Regions from separate parts of the Mus musculus genome. Here region 2 is linked to region 1. A link is a contact called in public promoter capture Hi-C data. All regions are on one chromosome and are shown on one strand. The core of a region is the stretch at or near the end of the contact, and the rest is flanking DNA. Distances in the headings are between cores, read along the strand shown.

The links. Promoter capture Hi-C pulls out the DNA fragments that hold promoters and counts their contacts.
Region 2: a contact with region 1 is called in a promoter capture Hi-C map of pre-B cells.

The regions. Positions count from the first base shown.
Region 1 is chr19:36,831,686-36,836,057 of GRCm38.p6, forward strand. Tnks2 (tankyrase, TRF1-interacting ankyrin-related ADP-ribose polymerase 2) reads left to right here and starts at 2,547. Exons shown (of 27, transcript NM_001163635.1): 1 at 2,547-3,051. The coding sequence starts at 2,853.
Region 2 is chr19:38,052,767-38,057,138 of GRCm38.p6, forward strand. It overlaps Cep55 (centrosomal protein 55), which reads left to right and starts at 2,275. Exons shown (of 10, transcript NM_001164362.2): 1 at 2,275-2,551.

The sequences.
Region 1 (4,372 bases), core at 1,297-3,796:
AAGGAATTTAAAACATCTATTTTGTGGTGTTTTGCTAAGGCAGCTCTCTGCAGGAATACAAGTGAACCCGTTTTGTCTTTGTAAGCTGGCTTCTCTTACTTAACATTATGCCCTCAGTAATCACCTATGTTGGGGCACAAGATAAGATTCCTTCTTTCCTGAAGCCTGAATGTTCTTCCTTGATATGCATTCATCACATTTCATAGTCATCCATTCATGGAACAATTGGATTGTTTATAACTCTTTGCTTTTGTGAGGATTGTATTATGAACACGATTGCAGAACGATTTGAGATCCTGGTTTCAAACTATTTGACTATATCTACCCAGAAGTAGAGAAGATGGTAGCTTTATGTTGAAATTTTTAATTAATTAATTTTTAATTAATTTTATGTTGGGTGTTTTGTCTGCACCATGTTTGTGCCTGCTGAGGGCCACAGATACCAGGATTGGTGCTATATGATTGTGCACCACCTTGTAGCTGCTGGGAATTGAACTCAGGTCCTAAGTAAAACAGTGCCCTGAACCACTAGACCATCTCTCCAGTCCCAATGTTTAGTTTTGTAAGGAACTACCAAGTGTTTCCTGTAATAATACACATTTTATGATCACATTAAGAGTGCCAAAACGATTCTAATTTGTCCATCTCACCAACATTTGTTGTTTGCTGTTTGTTTGCTTTTAGAACAGCCATCCTAATATGGTTTCTTTGTTAACTTCATTTCTCTAGTAATCAAGTGTTTTAAAAACAAGTTAGGCTGGGCTGTGGTGTTGTACGCCTTTAATCCCAGCACTTGGGAGGCAGAGGCAGACAGATTTCTGAGTTCAAGGCCAGCCTGGTCTACAGAGTGAGTTCCAGGACAGCCAGGGCTACACAGAGAAACCCTGTCTCGAAAAAGAAAAAAAGAAAAAAACAAAAACAGTTAGGGTTGAGGAGATAGATCAGTGAGTAAGTGATGCTGTATGATGTTGTTTAGATACACATATTGGGAGGAAATACATAAGCAGAAATCACTAAATAAAAAATTATAAAAATTGGGAATATATTTGGCAAGTCGATGAAATGAAGAAAAATGAGACAATCATAGTAGTAAGGTTCTAATCCTTAGGTATATTCATGAATAGTTATTTAGTAATAGGGATCAATTTAAATTTACACTAAGTAGTCTAAGAACATAATGGAATAAACATATAAGAAGGTACATTTACTAAAATGCTCAAGAAGTGTCCCTGCTTTTCTCCCACAGAAGTGAGTCAACGCTCCCTAACAAAAACTGGATTTCCTGAAAAACAGGTTAAGTAATTCACAGGGGAAATGCTTGTCAGCGTGCCAAAAGTCAGCACTTTCTTGCAAGCAAAATCTCTGTATTCCTTTCTTTCGGGTTCCTGAAACAAGATGTCACTACTACCTTAAACACAGCTAACATTCTTTCCAGGCTCCGCCCAACAGTTACCTGGCAACAGCCAGGTAGGCCTGGCTGTTTGTCCCCCTTCTCTCTCAGACTCTTCTCCTAACCCCTTTCTCCCTCTCTCCCATCCCCCCTCCCCCGTCTCTCTCCACGTGTTCCTGGCCGGCCTCTCTTCTTTTTCTCTCTTCCTCTGTCCTTCTCTGCCTCTACTCTCTTCTCTACTCCCCTTCCCATGCCCTAAATAAACTCGATTCTACACTACACCCGTATGGCTGGTACCTCAGGGGTAAGAAAGGGATGTTTCAGCATGGGCCTGCCCAGGAATCCTTCCCACCTTACCAGACCTGGCTCTACAAAACACATCCTTGTTGTTGTTGTTTTTTTTTTTTTAATAAAACACAATAAACACGAAAATGAATTGTGCACTTGTATTCTTTGATCAGAGAGAGAGAGAGAGAAACTTCGGAAAACTTTGATGTGTATGCTTTGTATCAGCACCTCGACCACATCCGGTGCAATGCTGATTTATGTATAGATCCTCGTCAGCGCTGAGCTAATAATTTACTATGGGAAGCGGAGCTAATCACAGCCACCCCACCCCCCAATTGTTGCTTTAGAATTGAGATGAACTTTCTTCGCTTTCTTGATTTATCTGGGGGCCGCTCATCCAAACTTCTCAGTAAGCGTAACGGATTCATTTCTGAGAAAACGCTTATAAGAAAAACAAAAGCAGATGCGGAGAGTTAAGGGAAGAGACACTGTAAAGAAGGCAGGAGGGGGAAGGGGTGAGAAATCTCCCAGGGGGAAGGTACGGAAGCAACACTGCAGAGATTTTCACGCTAAAACTTGCACAAGAAAATGCATAATCAGAACAAAACTTCCCAAGATTCGTCTTCGGTGTCTGAGCAATGAAACTCGTCTCGAGAAGTGTAGGCTTTAATAAAAGAAAAGGCAGCAAGACCTCTCGTTTTTAGCAGAGGCTCTGTAAAGATGGCGGTGGGCCGAAGCCCCTTCTCTTTCCGCAGCCAAAGGCTCTCCCTGCACATTTCCCACAAACCCCTCCGCGCGGCCCCGCTTGCCCAAACTGGCCCGGCCGGAGAGCAGCCACTGCGCACGCGCGAGCCGACGTCACGCGCGCTCCCAGGACCCGACCGAGCTGGCAGGAGTGGTCTCGGCCGCTTCCGCCGTCGCGTCGCTTCGGGGCTCGGCGAGCGGGTTCGCGCTGCCTCCACCGCGGTGGGGCAGCCGGGGCTCACGGAGCCGAGCCGGGGGCGCGCGGCGACGCGGCCATGGGACCGTGCCGACTCTGGTGACAGCGGGGAGCGGAGCGGCCCGGGCCCTGAGCGCGTCTCCTGCGGGGGGCCTCGCCCTCCTGCTCGCGGGGCCCGGGCTCCTGCTGCCTTTGCTGGCGCTGCTGCTGGCGGCGGCGGCGGCGGCCCGGATCATGTCTGGCCGCCGCTGCGCCGGCGGGGGCGCGGCCTGCGCGAGCGCCGGGGCCGAGGCCGTGGAGCCGTCCGCCCGCGAGCTGTTCGAGGCTTGCCGCAACGGGGACGTGGAGCGAGTCAAGAGGCTGGTGACGCCCGAGAAGGTGAACAGCCGCGACACGGCGGGCAGGAAGTCCACCCCGCTCCACTTCGCCGCAGGTAAACGCGGGCCCCGCGGCGCCTCCCGCACGCCCCACCTGCAGGCTCGGGCTTGCAGGCCGCAAGCCGCGCGGCGCTGCCCTGTCTCCGACCTTTCCCCAGGACTCTCACCCTGGCCGCCCGCCCTCCTCTCTCGGGGCTCGTGATGAGGGTGGGGTGAGCGTGCTCTCGGGAAGTTGTTTTTGAGGTTATGGGGTTTTTTGTTTGTTTGTTTGTTTGTTTGTGTGCTGGGAGGGGGGAAGCTTTGTTTTGTTTTACTGTATCAACAATACCTGCCCCGACTTCCGGTCTTATTACCCCGGAGGGCCTCTGCACACAAGAAAGGCTTAGTAGACCTTGTGATTTGAAAGAGTAATTATCTCCAAAAAATGGACCCATGTTTGCAAGTTTCATCGACACTCTTAGTAACCCCTTAAGTTCTAGCGGCCGTCATAAACTGAAATTTTAATTTAGGAGTTATTTTATTAGCTATTGGCTCATTAGAGTTAATTGGATTAGGTTTCTGGAGAGACTAAAACCGGAAATGGGCATGTTTGGGAGACCTGAGATCTACTTAGGTTGTGTGTGGGTGGCCTCTGCCTTACTCCCGCACAAGTCGGGATGGAAAGTGAGCTGAGAGACAAGATAGGACACGCACTTGAGCTTGGATCTAGGATTTTGAGTCATCCTGAGATTTATTGTAGATAGTTTGGAGTTACTTTTAACTACTGGGTTCTCTTTGTGGTACCAGCGTGTTGAAGTTTGCTTGTTGAGGTATTTATTTGAAAAGGCCAGGGATGGGAACCAACTTAATGATTATTCATGTTAAGGACAGTTTGTAACTTTTTAACCTCATAATCAAATAAGATCCTCTTAGCCTGGTAACATTTGATACAGTGTGCATCAGAATTGTTTAGCAGTTCTTTATATTTAAAAAAAAATTTTAGTTTCTTGTGTTCCTTAGGGGCAAAAATGGTAGACAAAAGAGTATAAAAAAAGATTTATTGTTTGTTTGTTTACAGGCATTGATTTTACAGTTCTTCCAATTGTAGGTCTGTTTGCTTTGACCTGTCCCTATTTTAAAATGTATGTACTGTCAGAAATCATGCCTCCTTAATTGATTGCCGGTTTGGGAGCAAGGGAAAAGTTTGGGAAAACCACAATTGGGCAGAAGAGAAATTTGCCTGTGGGCACTGAGAAGTGAGAGCATGAAGCCAAATCTCTGTTAGCAGTGTTGCCTTGCTTCAGCTAGTTTGAATTGTCTTGCTTGACCATTTAGCCAACCTATTTGGCAAATGGTCACAACCAAGTGCTAGATAATCCAAAGGGGTAATGTTACTTA
Region 2 (4,372 bases), core at 1,025-3,524, 1.2 Mb after region 1:
CTGACGTCTAGATCCAACATTGGCTTTTACAAATAATCCAAGCCTCCCAGTGAACCTCCTGGCTATGCCTCTCCCTTACTAGTCCTTATTCATTGCAGCTTCCACAAGAACCAAGGTTCTGGAGGGCAGATGTAGAACTGCAGTGAACTTCCCTACCCTTCCTCTGTGCTCTACTATTTAAGGAACCCTCCCCTGCCCCTGGTGTGTGTGTGTGTGTGTGTGTGTGTGTGTGTGTGTGTGTGTGTGTGTGTGTGTGTGTTGGAGATCGTGCATGCATATAAGATCCTCCTACTTGATTCCAATTTTGCTTCTTATATAGTCTGGGCAGTGAATATTCACATCCTGACTTCATGTTGACAAACTTTCTCCCACCCCTAATCACTCCCATATGACACTTTAACACACAAATAAGAAGAAAGCCAAAACTGCTTCTTGGGAATAAAAACATGCATAATACCCCCATTTCTGCATATTCCATACTGCACTCTCCAGAATTAGCTGCCCACTGAAATTTACCTTTTGTCGAACACCTGCTCATTGAAGTTAGCTAAAAACATAGTCCCTCCCCTTCCTCCCTTGTCTCAGGTTATGAGAGGTCAATTTCCTGGAGTTGATGCTTGCCAGAAAAGCTGACCTCAGCAATAACCAGACATTTTAATTTTAATCAACACAAAAGTGTTGAACTGAACACCTCACGGCTCTACATAAAGAAGGTAAGATGTGCAGAACCAGGACACCAGAACAGGCTGCTCTTTGGAACACGGGGTCACCCAGGCTCCACCTGTTTGGGGCCCACATACCCCAAAAAACACCCACATGCCCTGAAAAACAGGGCAAAAGGGAAAGATGGACATTGAAACGCAAAAGCCTGCTTGCCGCCTTCTAGTGTGCCACCTTGTGGTTAATAAGACTATTCCTTTCTCCATCTGTTTCTCCGTTCATACTTCAGGCGGGAGGACTGTGTAAATAGAGAATTCCAGTATCTTGGATTGCCATCTTCCTGCTTTAAACAAATAAAACAAACTGAAATTCCTTACATGGTTTCTCATCCACTAGATTCAGTAACAAATGGATTTGTTGTCTTTTACTTAACAGTGCCTAACTACATTTGTTAAACTCTAGCCCTCGCAGCCACACTACCAGATGGTTATCTGCATCCTGGTATAGATCAGGAAACTGAGGCTCAAGGAAGTGAAATGTTCTCAAGGCCACACATCTATTAAGAGGCATTCAGGATTTTAACCCTTGTACTACATACATTACCTTCATAGGATGCTTTGCTACTGATTTTTTTCGCTGTAAACTTCTGGTATGCCTAGGCTAAGTCTAAGAACGACACGCCATAAGCAATTGTTTGCTTCAAGTTCTCAAGACGCTAATCAAGACCCTGATGTGACCGATAAAGACCAATAAAGACACATCTGCCTGTAGGGCAGCAATCTGGAATCGCTGCTGGGGCTCACAATCTCGGTTTTCAAACTGGGAGTTTATCAGCTCCCTACAGCTTCGTTCCCCATTGCTCCGCCCCTGAGTTTGACAGGGTAAATGAGTGGCCCGCCCGGAAGACTAGGAGGTTGTGCTCTACCTCACAAAGAGAAATTGGTTCCCAAAGAACATAGACCAGTCAGTCCCAGGCGAGGGTCACAGAGCTTGTCCTATGGATAACAGCAGGGTCCGAACACACAGAGAAAAGCAAGCAGGCCCAGATTGAACTGGTCCTCCGACTCTGTCCTTGGCTCCGCCTCCACCACGCCCACACTCCCGCACACCCACACCCACACCCACACCATCACACCCGCCTCATTTCACACCACGTTTCCACAGACACCCTCTATCTTCACAAGGTCCTTCTCTGACCCGGCCGGCACGGATTGTAGCTCCCGTCAGGCTCTATGTCTTGCTCGCCCTTACCTTCCCCACTCTGCCCCTACCCGTCTGCCCGGCTAGTTTCGATCCCCTCCCTCTGATTCCAGAGCCGGTCTTCGCCCCGCCTGCCGTCGGGTTCCAGACCTTGCCCCGCCCCTCCTCTGGCTCTAGACTCCGCCTTTGCCCCGCCCTCAGGCTCCTGGGCCCTCCCTCTCTCCTCCATCCTCAGATTCCAGCCTTCACTCAGATTGCAGGCCCCGCCCTCTCCCGCCTTTCCTCAGATTGCAGACCCCGCCCTCTCCCGCCCGTCCTCTGATTGCAGACCCCGCCCTTCGCCAAGCCGGCAGTGACGTGACCCGCCCTACAGCCGCGGGATTCAAACTCCCGGAAGCGGTGTCCTGGTTGATAAGTGGTCTGCGGCGGCGACGCGAGCGCTGTGTTTGTCTCAGGTAGTGAGTGGTCCCGGCCTCGGCCGGGGAGGGAGGGGAGGACAGCCGGGGCTCGTTAGCCCCTGGGCAGGACTAGACCTCCCGGGAGGAGCGCTGGTGAGCAGATCACGCCGCAGGACTCCGTCTCCCCTGGCTGGAATCGCTGGAACACATGCTGGCTCCCTGAGAGACCCCGCGCTGCGTTCCTGTCGACCGCCGGCCCGCAGGCCATCCTTTCGGCTCCTTTGAACTTGGCGGTATTATCACTTTCTTAACAGAGAGGTTACCGCGAGGCCAGTGACCTGAGCCAGGTCTCTCAGGTCTCCAGTGCGGTCAGCCTTTGCTTAGCAAGCGCTTCTCTTTGCAGTTTTTTATTTTCCTGCCTCTTTCCTGACCCCTCGTAGATTTGGGAGATTTACTGAACGGAAATGCTTCTTTAGACTCCTGACCAGAATGACTTAGGTCCCTTCAGTCGAGTCAGAGATTTCCAAGCAGCTGCCTTTAAGCTCTTGTATGCCCCCCCCCCCAAAAAAAAATCAAAACACAGTTCTTTTGAACAGTTGTTGATTGAAAAAGAAAATGTTGTGAGCAGATAGTACTGACTGCTAGCTTGTGTATGTATGGTGAGTTCTGTGTCCCATATTAAATTTAAGAGAGCACATCCTGAAGGAGATTCCACTAGGACTGGGTAGGGACGTTCCCGAGTAGAAGAACTTTAAAAAAAAAAAAAAAAGAACTTTATGATCGATTGGAATAGAAAATACTGGGAAAGGAAAGACTAGGTGAGAGCAGGATTGAGATGAGGAGGAGTGTGTGCTGGGTCAGCCTAGACAAGAGTCAAGAACACTAAGTTTTTAGGAATCCTCTCCAAAAGTTAGGATGCAAATGTCCTGAGGGTATTTTCAAACTGTTAAGTCCTCCTTCTGACGTCAGCAGAAGCCCAGGGAGAAACGTTTGTGGTAGCAGGTTCCTAAAACACGTTAACTGTGCATTTGCCTCGGCAGATTGTACTAGCAATTTTACTTGGTATTTGTCAAGATAGTGGGCAAAACCAGGTTGAATGCATTAATACAGATTTCGTTCAAGTTTGTTTATGCAGTTCTATTATTTTTAGGCTGATTTTATACAGGACAACCTCACACTCACCGCCCTAAGTAGATTTTCTTGTAGTGGTAGCTTTTATGACTATTAGTATTAATTACAGTTTAAGAATATGTGAATCTCCTTTTCTTTTGTTGTATTGCTGTTGCCTGCTACACTGTTCTGAAAGCTTCCTAGCATCCGAGACTCTATGTTGTTTCTTCTTCTTTCTGTTGCTTTAGCCAGCTTATATCCAGTCCCGATTAGGTTACCTGGTAAAAAGGCTTTGTAGTAATAGTCTGTGATTTGTTTAAACAGTTTTGTGCAGCTAGGCTGCCTTCAGTCTATGCAAATGAGGCTGGCCGTGAACTCCTGCCCATCCTGCCTCTACTTCCTGAGTGCTAGGATTATTAGCCTGTATCACCATAGCTTTGTAGTAACAGTTGAATGAAGGAAGGTCTTATCTTCCTTTCAATTCCATGATCACCTTGCCTTCATTTTTATCTCAGGACATATGAGAAAAATGGTTTTATTAAATCTCTTAATGGAGAGCTATTTTTTACATTATTTATATATACAGTGTATTTTACTACACATCTGCCTGCCTAGAGTTTGTATTCTACATTTGCTTCTAAACTCTCATCTAGTACTATTAGCAGATGTGAAACTTGGCCTAACTTCATTTGCCCATTCATTTCTTTCACCCCCCCCCAATCTCTGAGAATTACACCTCTTTTTCTATAAATGTCTTGTGTTGGATTTTCTCACTTCTTCCTGCCATACGCTCTAAAACGAATAAGATAGAGTTCTGTAGCCTCCCCCAGCCTTGAAGCAGGCTGATTCAGACTTTGCTGCCACTGAATATGAGGTCACCTGGGGTGTAGCCTTCGACTTAGATGGCTATATTATGTCAACTACAGATGCTCTTCTCTGAGACTCTGCTACCTGCTGAGAGAACCTTGAGACATCCCGGAGACACATCCTATCCTGCATGTCGC